2 separate regions of the Sus scrofa genome follow, and region 1 is linked to region 2. The links are chromatin contacts, called in public HiChIP or PLAC-seq maps. All regions are on one chromosome and are shown on one strand. The core of a region is the stretch at or near the end of the contact, and the rest is flanking DNA. Distances in the headings are between cores, read along the strand shown.

The links. HiChIP or PLAC-seq counts read pairs in DNA pulled down with a chosen protein or histone mark.
Region 1: an H3K27ac HiChIP or PLAC-seq map of alveolar macrophages shows a contact between it and region 2. The contact joins two enhancer-like sites. A contact is called at or near these places in 1 of 47 Hi-C or Micro-C datasets (fetal skeletal muscle) and 2 of 2 datasets of contacts at active chromatin or transcription factors (alveolar macrophages and skeletal muscle).

What each region holds. Positions count from the first base shown.
Region 1 is chr17:40,112,279-40,117,670 of Sscrofa11.1, forward strand. TLDC2 (TLD domain-containing protein 2) reads left to right here. Exons shown (of 6, transcript XM_021078148.1): 6 at 4,660-5,392. The coding sequence ends at 4,734. It also overlaps a transcript of SAMHD1 not described here. Among named protein-coding and RNA genes, the nearest start is that of TLDC2, 9.5 kb to the left of the region's middle. Within about 2 kb of position 3,428, at least 6 of the 83 cell types and tissues checked have an H3K27ac peak or open chromatin away from gene starts, as enhancers often do. A contact at or near this core is called in alveolar macrophages, where this site is marked.
Region 2 is chr17:39,857,542-39,862,564 of Sscrofa11.1, forward strand. It overlaps TGIF2 (homeobox protein TGIF2), which reads left to right. Exons shown (of 3, transcript XM_021077897.1): 3 at 1-618. All of the region lies in intron 2 of LOC110257439 (a long non-coding RNA gene), which reads right to left. Among named protein-coding and RNA genes, the nearest start is that of C17H20orf24, 8.8 kb to the right of the region's middle. Within about 2 kb of position 1,735, at least 12 of the 83 cell types and tissues checked have an H3K27ac peak or open chromatin away from gene starts, as enhancers often do. A contact at or near this core is called in alveolar macrophages, where this site is marked.

The sequences.
Region 1 (5,392 bases), core at 2,178-4,677, 260 kb after region 2:
TGGAAAGTTGGAATTGGTCCAAGTGCAGCAGACCTGTGGTTGTGGGGGTAGGAAGATGAAGCCAGACATTGCCCAGTGGCTTTATCTTCTTTGCCTTGTCAGTTGAGGCCATCAGCTAAGGGTGGGGATGGGAGAGGGTGTGAAGGTCAAGGGGCGCGAAGGTGTCAGAGGAATGGAAAGAAAAGCCTGCTGGAAAAAAACTAGAGAAACAAGAGTGCTGAGTGGAGGTCTGAGGCCAGTTACTTTGGTGTTTGTGCTTTTCTCTAGCAACATTTGGTACCTCAGGCTCAGGCAGGGAGAGCGGGGATGGGAGGGTTCATTCACAACCAGGGTTTGGCCAAGCTGATTTTTCAGAGGGCGAGAGAGAAGAGGAAGTTGAAAGAACGAGACAGACCAAATGGGGGAAGTGCTTGTTCCAGGTGCATGGCTGCCATTAGAGATGTCCTCTCCGATGCACAGGACACCCACGGCTACATCCAGAAATATGGTCACCTGGTCACATGACAAGGCGGTCACAAGGAGCTGGGACTGACTGCCTTGCTAAAGGCAAAACGCACCATACCCATTGCACTGCCTCCATCGGCCAGCCTAGCCATCTAATCTTATCAGGGACCAGGAGAGGGGCCACTTGTTCTAGGAAACCCAGGCTGGATACTAGTCTTCACCAGCAGCCTTCACCAGAGTTCACCAACTAGAATTCTCAAGCTGCAGAATGTTCCTCCTACTGCACCGACACCTCCCTGGCAGAATCCTTTGCTGGTTCCTCCTCATCTCCCCAACCTTTTAACACTACAAGGTCTCCGAGCTCAGGTGTTGGTTCTCATCTTTTCTCTGACTACCCTCTTTTCCTTTTCCAGTCACTCCCCAGTGTCTCCAATTGGATCATGCATGGCATTTCAAGCGTCACGTGTTCAAAGCTGATTTTCTTCCTGCCACTTCCCTGACGAAGTTAACAGTGCCTCCATCTTTCCTGCCATTGAAATTCAAAATTTTGGAGTCCTTCTTAACTCCTTCACACCTACATCTGAGCTGTCAGCCTAGTGTGATGGCTCTTCTTTCTCTTCCTATCTCTATCCAGCAGCTACCACTTCTCACCATGTCCTTTGCTGTCGCCCTGGTTCAAGCCACCATCATTACTTGCCTGTTTCCTGCTAGAGCCTCCTATTACCTCCATCTCCAGTCAGCACAGTTTCTGGAGTGACCCTTTTACAACCTAAGTCAGAGCATGTCACTCCTGGGTGCCATGTTGCCAGTGACTTCCCTCTCCCTCAGAGAAAAGCCAAAGTCTTCACAATAACCCACAAGTCCCTGCCTTTTCTGACCTCTCTCTGATGTCATTTCTTGCTACTTTCCCTCTCCCTCACTCTGCTGTAGCCACAATGACCTCTAGGCTGGTTTTTAAACACATAAGCCGTTCCTACCTCAGGGCCTTTGAACAGGCTATTCTGCTTAGCATGCCCTCCACAGGATCTCCACGTGGGTCAGTTCTCACTTCCTTCAAGATTCTGTTCACATATAGCCCTCTCCACCAAGCCCTCCCTGACCACTTGGCTTAAATTTATAACACTCCAGCCCCTGGAAACTCATCGTCCTTCTCTACTTCTTTCTCCTTAGCGTTGTCACCCCCTAACATATTATTTATTTTACTTATTTACCTTCCTTGTGCCACGAGAATGGGAGTCTCAGGAGAGAGGAATTTTTGTCTATGCTCACTGTTCTATCCAGTACCTAAAACAGTGCCTGGCGCTAAATGCTAATTTTTTTTTTGCTATTTTAGGGCTGCACCCACAGCATATGGAAGTTCCCAGCCTAGGGGTCAAATTGGAGCTGTAGCTGCTAGACTATGCCACAGCCACAGTCACGCGGGATCTGAGCCGCATTTGTGACCTACACCACAGCTCACAGCAATGCTGGATCCTTAACCCACTGAGCAAGGGCAGGGATTGAACCTGCATCCTTATGGATCCTAGTCAGGTTCGTTAACCACTGAGCCACAAAGGGAACTCCTAAAAAAATTCTTGAATGGAATGAATGATTGTTTCAGTGGATTACTAGTCTTCCCAGGCTATTGTTATGGAATCTCATCTTGTCAAAAACTGGTTAATTTTTGCCAGTCTTTGGTCTTCTGGCACTTCTTGTGTTCTTCATGAATTCCCAGCAGTTCCTTGACCACAATTCCAAGAAGCACCACAAACATGGTCTTAATTTTTTCTGTAGCAATGTTTATCTTCCTCCTTTAAATTTCAAGGTCATGTTCCTTAAGGAAAGCAGAGGATTTGAATAGTTCTGTCTTCTTGTGGTCACTTGTTAAATATTATCTCTTCTGAGTCCAAAGCTTATCTTTTATTAGTCCATTTTCTTGCTAAAAACCCTTTGGTTACTCAGATTATTTATTTTTTTGCAATTAATTATATGCTTTACTCTGTGGCCTTTTAAAAATCTTTTTATTAGCTACATTGACTCTTGAACAATTTGTTCCCTCGACAAACATCTAGAGCAAGTCTTGGGAATATTACTAGAATCAAGACAGACTTCATGGAGCTTTATGTGTTAGCAGGGCAGGCAGTGGGATGTTGCTATATGAACAGGGCCTGGGAAGAGGGGCTACTTAAAATTTCTCTGGGATGATATTTGGGCTGAAAGATGAGAAGTGAGCCATGAGCCATTTGAGGAGCTGGGGGAAGAGCACTCTGGACAAAGGGATCAGTCAGCGTGAAGGTTCTGGAAGAGCAATAGTTTCAGGTGTTCCAGGGGCAGAAGGGCCAGTGTGGATGAGGTACAATCAGTAAGGAGGAGAAGAGGCTGGAAAGGAAATCAAGGGTAGAGCAGGTTGGGCTTTTGGCTGTTGGAAGGAGCTGGATTCCATTCCCATTGCCAGGGCCATCGGAGGGCTTTAGCAGAGGAGGGCCAATATGCGATTACATTTTGATAGACCACTCGGACTGCCATGCAGAGATGGGCTGTGGGCAGGAGACAGTAGAAGCAGAGACCCATAGGAAGCTGTCATCCAGGGAAGAGTGACTGGCCAGGATGGATGGGACAGAAATGGTGGTAGTTGGGTCTCTTTAGGGTGGGACCCACAACACTTGCTGAGGAACTGAGTGGGAGGCAGCAAAAGGGGTAGGGGAGTGAGCAGACTTGGTATCAAGTGGGAGCAAACAGTCAATGGTAAGGTCAGGGCCCAACTCCTGACTGGGACTTTTCCCCTCCTCTCTCCAGCTTCGGAAGCAGGAAGCCTCAGAGAGTTCTGGCCTATTTCTAGAATAGAAGGGCTTTGGGGCTGTGGGAATTCAGCTTGGGAGGCAAGAGGAGGTGAACTCCAGGGAGACTGAAAAGATATTGCAAGAGGCAGGAGCCCTAAGTACTTCTGAATGCAGCGTATCTGGGGCCTGGATGTTGTGTTCCCTCCACAACACTGCCACCCAGTGGTATAGAGTCAGACTGCAAGGGCAGGATTCACCTAGTAACCAGAGGCTTTTCCTGTCATCACAGGTCTTTAAGTGGACAGGAAGCAACTCTTTCTTTGTGAAAGGAGACTTGGATTTACTGATGATAGGCTGTGGCAGGTGCGTGTCTCAGTTCTCCCCATGTCTTGAGTCTTGAGATGGTCTGTGCCCTGGTTCCTTCTCCCATCTGAAAACACTGGCTAGGCTGCTCCAGACAAAATGGGAAGGCTGCTGGTTAACCTTCAAGTCTCTCCCTTCCACATTTTCCACTCCCAGGGACATTTCCCAGTCCCTCAGCCAAAACCCTAACCCCCGCTCTGAGTCAATATTGAGAGGATGGCATGAATTCTCCTCCAAAGTGTTTAAATGGTGACAGCTTAATCTGAATTTGTGTAACTTTGGGAACAGCATTCCACACAGTGGGCTAGAGGCTAGAGTTAGAGGATGGGCAAGCCTCAAATTTACCCATCAGCCCTGTAATCACATGAAGTATAACTCACTAGAGGAAGGCATGCATCTGCCTGGGAACCTGGGGTGTGTGTGTGTGTGTGTGTGTGTGTGTGTGTGTGTGTGTGTTGTGAGAGAGAGAGACAGAGAGAAAGAGAAAGAGGTGGGAGGTGGGGGGGGGGGGTAGGAAGACAAGGTTAGTCTGGTGTGACCTGCAAATTCAGGCAAAATGTCTTATCCTGAGGGCACAGATGAAAGCATTGTTTGATTAGTACCAGTTCTTTGCTCTCCCAACTGCCTGAAAAGCCTCCATTGAGAGGCACCCTGACAGAGAACATATCTGCCATTGCTGACTTGCAGTAACCCACCTCCCAGCTCCAGCCTAGGTTTGCTGCCAAACGAGGGGATTACAATGGATGCTCTCTTGGCATGTTTTGGGCTCACGGTCCACACTTGTGAGAGTCCCTCCTTTGGTTAAGCATTGCTGTCTTAAAAACATTCCAAGTGTTCTAAAACTGGATTGTGGTGATGGCTGTACCACTGGATGTATTTATCAAAAAATCACTGAATTGTTAAAAAAAAAATGCTCTAAACTCTGGGGGACAACATGCAAGTCCCTAACAATTTGGGATAAATTGATTTAAGCAGAGATGAAACAAAGGCAAAATGGGGCTGTGGTCAGGGTGTGGCCAAGAGTTGCTGGTGCAGCCTGAAAGGTCTCAACACCCAGGAGTGAGCCATGCCAAGACTTCCCTCTTCTCTTTAGTGGCCACTTTGGGCTGTGGTTGGATGGAGACTTGTATCATGGGGGGAGTCACCCCTGTGCAACCTTCAACAATGAGGTGCTGGCCCGGCAGGAGCAGTTCTGCATCAAGGAGCTGGAGGCCTGGGTCCTGAGCTGAAGCCCTCATGGTGGGCAGCTTCCCGAGGCAACGGATGCTTGAACCTGCCCTGGATGCCGGTGAGGCCTCCTTCACAGAGGGCAGTCTATTCTGTCCAACACACAGATGACCAAGTGTCTTAGTGTGGATTGTGGCTGTAAGCGAGCCCCCTGTCACCTGAGGACCAAGAATGGTGACAGGCAATGTTCTCCTGGAGGGCAGACTTTGAAGGACAGAAGGACAGAAGGACGCTTATACTCACCAGAGCAGCACAGAATCCCTCATGAGAATCACCTTTTTCGAAATTACACGGTACATGTTTATTGTAGTAAAACCAGAAGATTTAAAAATTTTAAATTGCCTCCCTTCAAAATTCAGTCACTCTCCAAAACACATTTTCACGTATATCCTTCCAGACAATTTTCCAAGGAGATATATATATATATGTATATCTTATAAAATGGGATTCTAGTCTACATATTTTAGAAGTTATTTTAACCTAAAGAATATTGTCAAATCACAGACGCTTGGATTCGAGAGTGAAATTAATAAAGACTCCAGCAGCAGCCTTCTTTCCCCAGGACAGTGAGGGCTTTCCATTTGCTACCAGTGTGCCAG
Region 2 (5,023 bases), core at 485-2,984:
AAGGGGGCTCCCCAACTCCTGAGTAGCTTGGCCCGTTCATTGCTGTGGGAATGGGGATTGGGTGGTTAAGACAGGGAGTGTTGCTCTCTATTAGTGGGCAAGTTCTCCGGGCTCTCTCCTTTGCTCCCATGCCCTCCCTGTGCCCTCTCCTTGCATGCCCCGGGGGGATCAGGGATCCTCACCCTCCTGAGGCCCAGCCGGGGAAGAATCAACATGGCAGCTTCAAAATCAGTTGAAGCTACTGCTTGCCCAGCCTCTTCCACCCCAGCCGTGTCTGTGAGCCCAGGTCTGGTGTGACTGCTACAAGTCCCCTACTTGAAGCAGGGGGACCCTGGAAGTGTATTGGGCTGGGGTGGGATCTTCCCTTCCCACAGTGCACTGAGCAGTGGAGGTGGTAAGGGGTGAGGGAGCCATGCTGCTGAATTCTGGTTGGCATTCCCCCCTTGTACGAGATGGGGAGGCTGGCAGTGGGCCAGCCTCTGCTCTGTTTGGTTGTGAGATAAACCTGGAGGAGAAGCACAGTTACCCGTTGAATTATTTGAGCAAAGAACTACTGTAAATAACTTTTGTTCTTGTCTTTTGTCAAATAAAGTTGTTTTTTTGTTTTTGTTTTTCAAAGCAGAAAGACTGATGCACTGTGACCTGGGCCCAGCCTGGAGACAGGATAACTGCTGAGTTCTTACCCTACCTTACCTTTCACCCTCCCTCTAGTAGCTGCTTAGAAGTGTTGTGTACTCCCCCTTTCCTTGGTCTCAACCCATCCCATGTCATCCTCATCACAGTGTGCAGGGGTCATATGTATCCCAAGCTGGACCAGTCTTCCCTGGGGTCAGAGATCAAGCTTTGGGGTTGCTCAGTGGTGAGGGAACTTGAGCTGGCAGCTTCGTCCTCCCCCTCTCCCAGCGAGGCAAGAGCATGACCACAATATGAAGCCAGCACAGAAGGAAGCAGAGGTGCTGCGTGGATACCCTGGTCATGTCTGAAACCAGTGCCATCTCTGGACTTCCCTGTTATGTAAGCTAGTAAATTCCCTTTTGCTTAAGCTAGCTATGGGTTGCATTTCTGTCATAATGAAATGACTAAACATTGTCACTGCAACCCAAACATCTTTTAATTTTTGTATACATTCATGAAAGAAATGAGGTGCCCTTCTCATAGGTAAAGAAACAGAATTTTAAGTTACTTGCCTGAACCTACACAGCCAGGACTAAGTGCGATATTAATTCAAGTCTGTCTCGCTTTACGGTCACCCTGAGGTCTGTCCCTCTCACACAAACTAGTGATGGGCAGTTCACGACCTACTGGCATCCAGCTCTCTAACATGGTTTGGGCTGAGTACTAGGAGTTTCTTCCACTGAACCAAATCAGGTTTCTTCCTGATTTCTCCCCAGAACACCCAGATAGAGGATATTGATTTTCCCACAGGTCACTCATCCTTTTGGCATTTGGAGATGGAGCCTCCCTGCTTAAGTTCCCCAGATTAAAGTGCCCCAACTTCCTTAGCCATTCATCCAAGGTCCTGGTTTTCCCATTTCCCTCTGTCAGTGTCAAGCTGGACACTGGGGCTTGGCAGAATATGAACATGCTGGAAGGGCTCTTCAGAATAAGTTTAATACTCATTTTACATCTGGAAAATGAATATTAATATTTCCCTAAATGTTCCTAAAGGGGGAAGTAATTTGGATGGTTCAGCTGCCTCAGGAGAGATGGCTTCTTACAGATGCTTTTCAAGGAACTGAAAGTAAAAGTGTCTTCTGTATTAGGCTTCAGACTGATGAGCTGTGGAGTGAGCAAGCACTCTAGATAATGAAAGCTAACGGAAAATGTAGCTAGGGCCCCTCCTCTGAAGCCTAAGAACATTATATAAGGACATCTACCTTGCTTCTAACACTCTGATTTAGGAAAGAGCTTTTAAAGGCATTTGTGCTCCCTCATCTTGAATATCTGCTGTTGAGTTGACTGTATCACCTGACTCTGTGCTCCTGTTCTTCACAAGGGGGCCGTGATGATGCTTCAAGTCCTTGGATATCAGTGTAAACCTAGACCCTGTGTCCAACAGTAAAGGAAAAAAAGTAAAAGTGGCAGTGATGGGGGGTAGGGGGATACTGCCTTTAGACTGATGCTCAAGGAAGGCCTCTTCCTTTCCACTGTTTTTGAAAGTGGTCATTTCTCCACAGATCCCGGCCTCACAGACCCACTGGGAAACTTCCCCAACTTAGCCTCGTGAATAAGAATCTCTAGGGTAGGATTCAGGCCTTTGGATTTCTTTTTTTCTTTTCTTTTTTTTTTTTTTTTTGCCCCATACCTGCAGCATATGGAAATTACTGGGCCAGAGATCAAATCTGAGCTGTAGCTGTGGCAACACCAGATCCTTTTAACCCACTGTGCCAGGCCTGGGATGGAACCCACGTGTCAGCAGTGACCCAAGCCAAGCCACCACAGAGACAACACTGGATCCTTAACCCACTGCCCTACTGCAGGACGCTGGAATTTTAAAAGTACACTTGAGTTTAGAAGCTGCAAATGTGCAAGCTTTCAGAGGGAAGGGGCCAAGTATACCTCCGTGAGGCTCTAACCTCATGATGTTAGCCATTGGACCTAGAAAATAAGGTCTGGAACTGAGGAGAGATGTGTAAATAATAATCTCATCACTGCTCTCAACATTACTAGTTTGTTTCCAAAGCACCAGATCCAAGCCTGGCTACAAATTCTGGCTCTGTCACTTACTATTAGCTGTTGTGCCCATGGGTAAGTCAGTTTACCACTGGAAACTCAAGTTTCCTCATCAATAAAATGGGAATAGTAATATTCACCTCTTAGAGGAGGATGAAAATAGGATAATCCATATGTTACTGTTCCTATCTGGCCTCAGCATAGTGTTGAGAATAAAACAGAACTGTCAAAATAACTTGCCAATACCACACAGCTTTCAAGCAGCAGAACTGGGACTGGCTACCCAGAGAAGTAGTTCTCAAGCATCAGACCTTACCCCCAGGGAGTCCAGGAATTTGCACGTTTCACTGATGCCATAAAAGATACTCCTGCTATTGCTCCAGGGTCCTGATTGTTTATAATCAGGACACTGACTTATCCCCAAAAAACTGCTGGGTTGGGAAGACAGCTTCTTATCTTTCAAGGTTACAAGATGAGAAGAAGAAGGGTACCACCAAGTAGTGCCCTCAAACCATCTGACTTCCTTTGGCCCCTAAGAGACTAGTGGCCTGAAGGTGAGGTGTAACCTTTCTGAGACTGTCATTTTAATTACAGAAGTAGAACACATTCACTGTGGAAAATTTTTAAATAAAAGTATACAGGAATCCCCTTGCTCCACCCCACCATGGTTTCAATTTTCAGTTTCAGTTACTCACTATCAACCTCAGTCCAAAAATATTAACTGTAAAATTCCAGAAATAAACAGTTCATAAATTTTATTTATTTTTAGCTTTATTTCTTTCTCTTTTGTCTTTTGAGGGCTGTACCCATGGCATATGGAGGTTCCCAGGCTAGGGGTCTCATCGGAGCTGCAGCTGCCAGCCTACGCCACAGCCACAGCAACGCCAGATCCGAGCCGGGTCTGCGACCTACACCACAGCTCACGGTAATGCCGGATCCTTAACCCACTGAGTGAAGCCAGGGATTGAACCCGCAACCTCATGGTTCCTAGTTGGATTCATTTCCGCTGTGCCACGACGGGAACTCCGACAAGTCATAAATTTTAAATTGCATGCTGTGCTAAGAAGCATAATGAAATCTCCCACCCTCCAGGCCAGGGATGTAAGTCATCCCTTTTTTTCAATTTATCTGTACTGTATATGCTTCAGCCCTGCCTGCTAGTCACTCAGGAGTTGATCTATTTTCAGATCAACTGTCACTGTACTTCAGTGCTTGTGTTCAAGTAACTCTCTTACTTATGAACAGCCCCAAAGTGCAAGCATAGTGATGCTGGCAATTCAGATATTCTCTGACCGTGCCTAATTTGTAATCATAGATGTGTACACATAGAAAAAGCATGGTATACATAGGGTTCGCTATTATCCCTGGATTCAGGCCTCCACTGGGACTCTTGTAACATATACCCTGTAAATAGGGAGGGACTACTGTAAAGGGAAAGAAGTTTTCTCTACTTTTGGAGAAAAACAAATGTATGTAAATCATTTAGCAAAGCTGGCACCTGGTGAGGGCTTGCTCGGTAAGCACTAGTAAACTATTTCTTGTAGGCAAAAGGAAAAGAGGACCAGGATATAAACTCAAACCTCTACTTCACAACCTGGGCTCTTAACACAGCTCCTGGTTCCTTCACCCCACCCTCAGGCTCCGGGCTTCTGTGATTCCACCTATTATCTGTCTGGGGCCACAATCTTACCCCTCAGAGCGCACCTTCCTCCAGACACCTTTCCAAGCAGCTGGCAGAGGTATAGAGGTGTTCAACCGGGAGGACCGCCTCAGCCCGAAGACTGAGACCATGTGTGTAACTGGTGCTAAAAAGCCCCAACATCACAAAGGCAAAACTACTCCAACTTCCAAATCTCTCCCACTTCCAAATCTGACTCTTCATCAATTCTTTTCCATTGTAGGCCACCCAGGACGTTTATTTTAACCATATGGATGCACTGGGTTTCAGCCAGATTCACCACTTCCTAAGGTTTAAGGGACGCTTTGGGTGAAAGCAGAAAAGGAACAAGTCTCAGTCCCATGAAACCTTCCAGGCAAGGGCTTTCCACGCTGCCAGCTTGGCTTTGTCTGCTCCTAGAAAGCTAGAAGGAGGAATGCAGATGAGGTTTCAGATGCCTGTTCAATCTCCCAACTTCACTGTGTGACCTTGGGCTGAACTGCACCCTCTAAGCACCCTTCCAAATAGAACTTTCTGTGACAACCCCCTCTCCTTCCTTGTAAACACAAACTTAATGAATCTCAAAGTTAAGGTCAGAGCTTCAAAATATAACATGACATATAGAGAACTCTTTGGGGGGTAAGAAATAAAGTTATCTATATGCAGATAGTATGATTGGATATATAGGAAGTG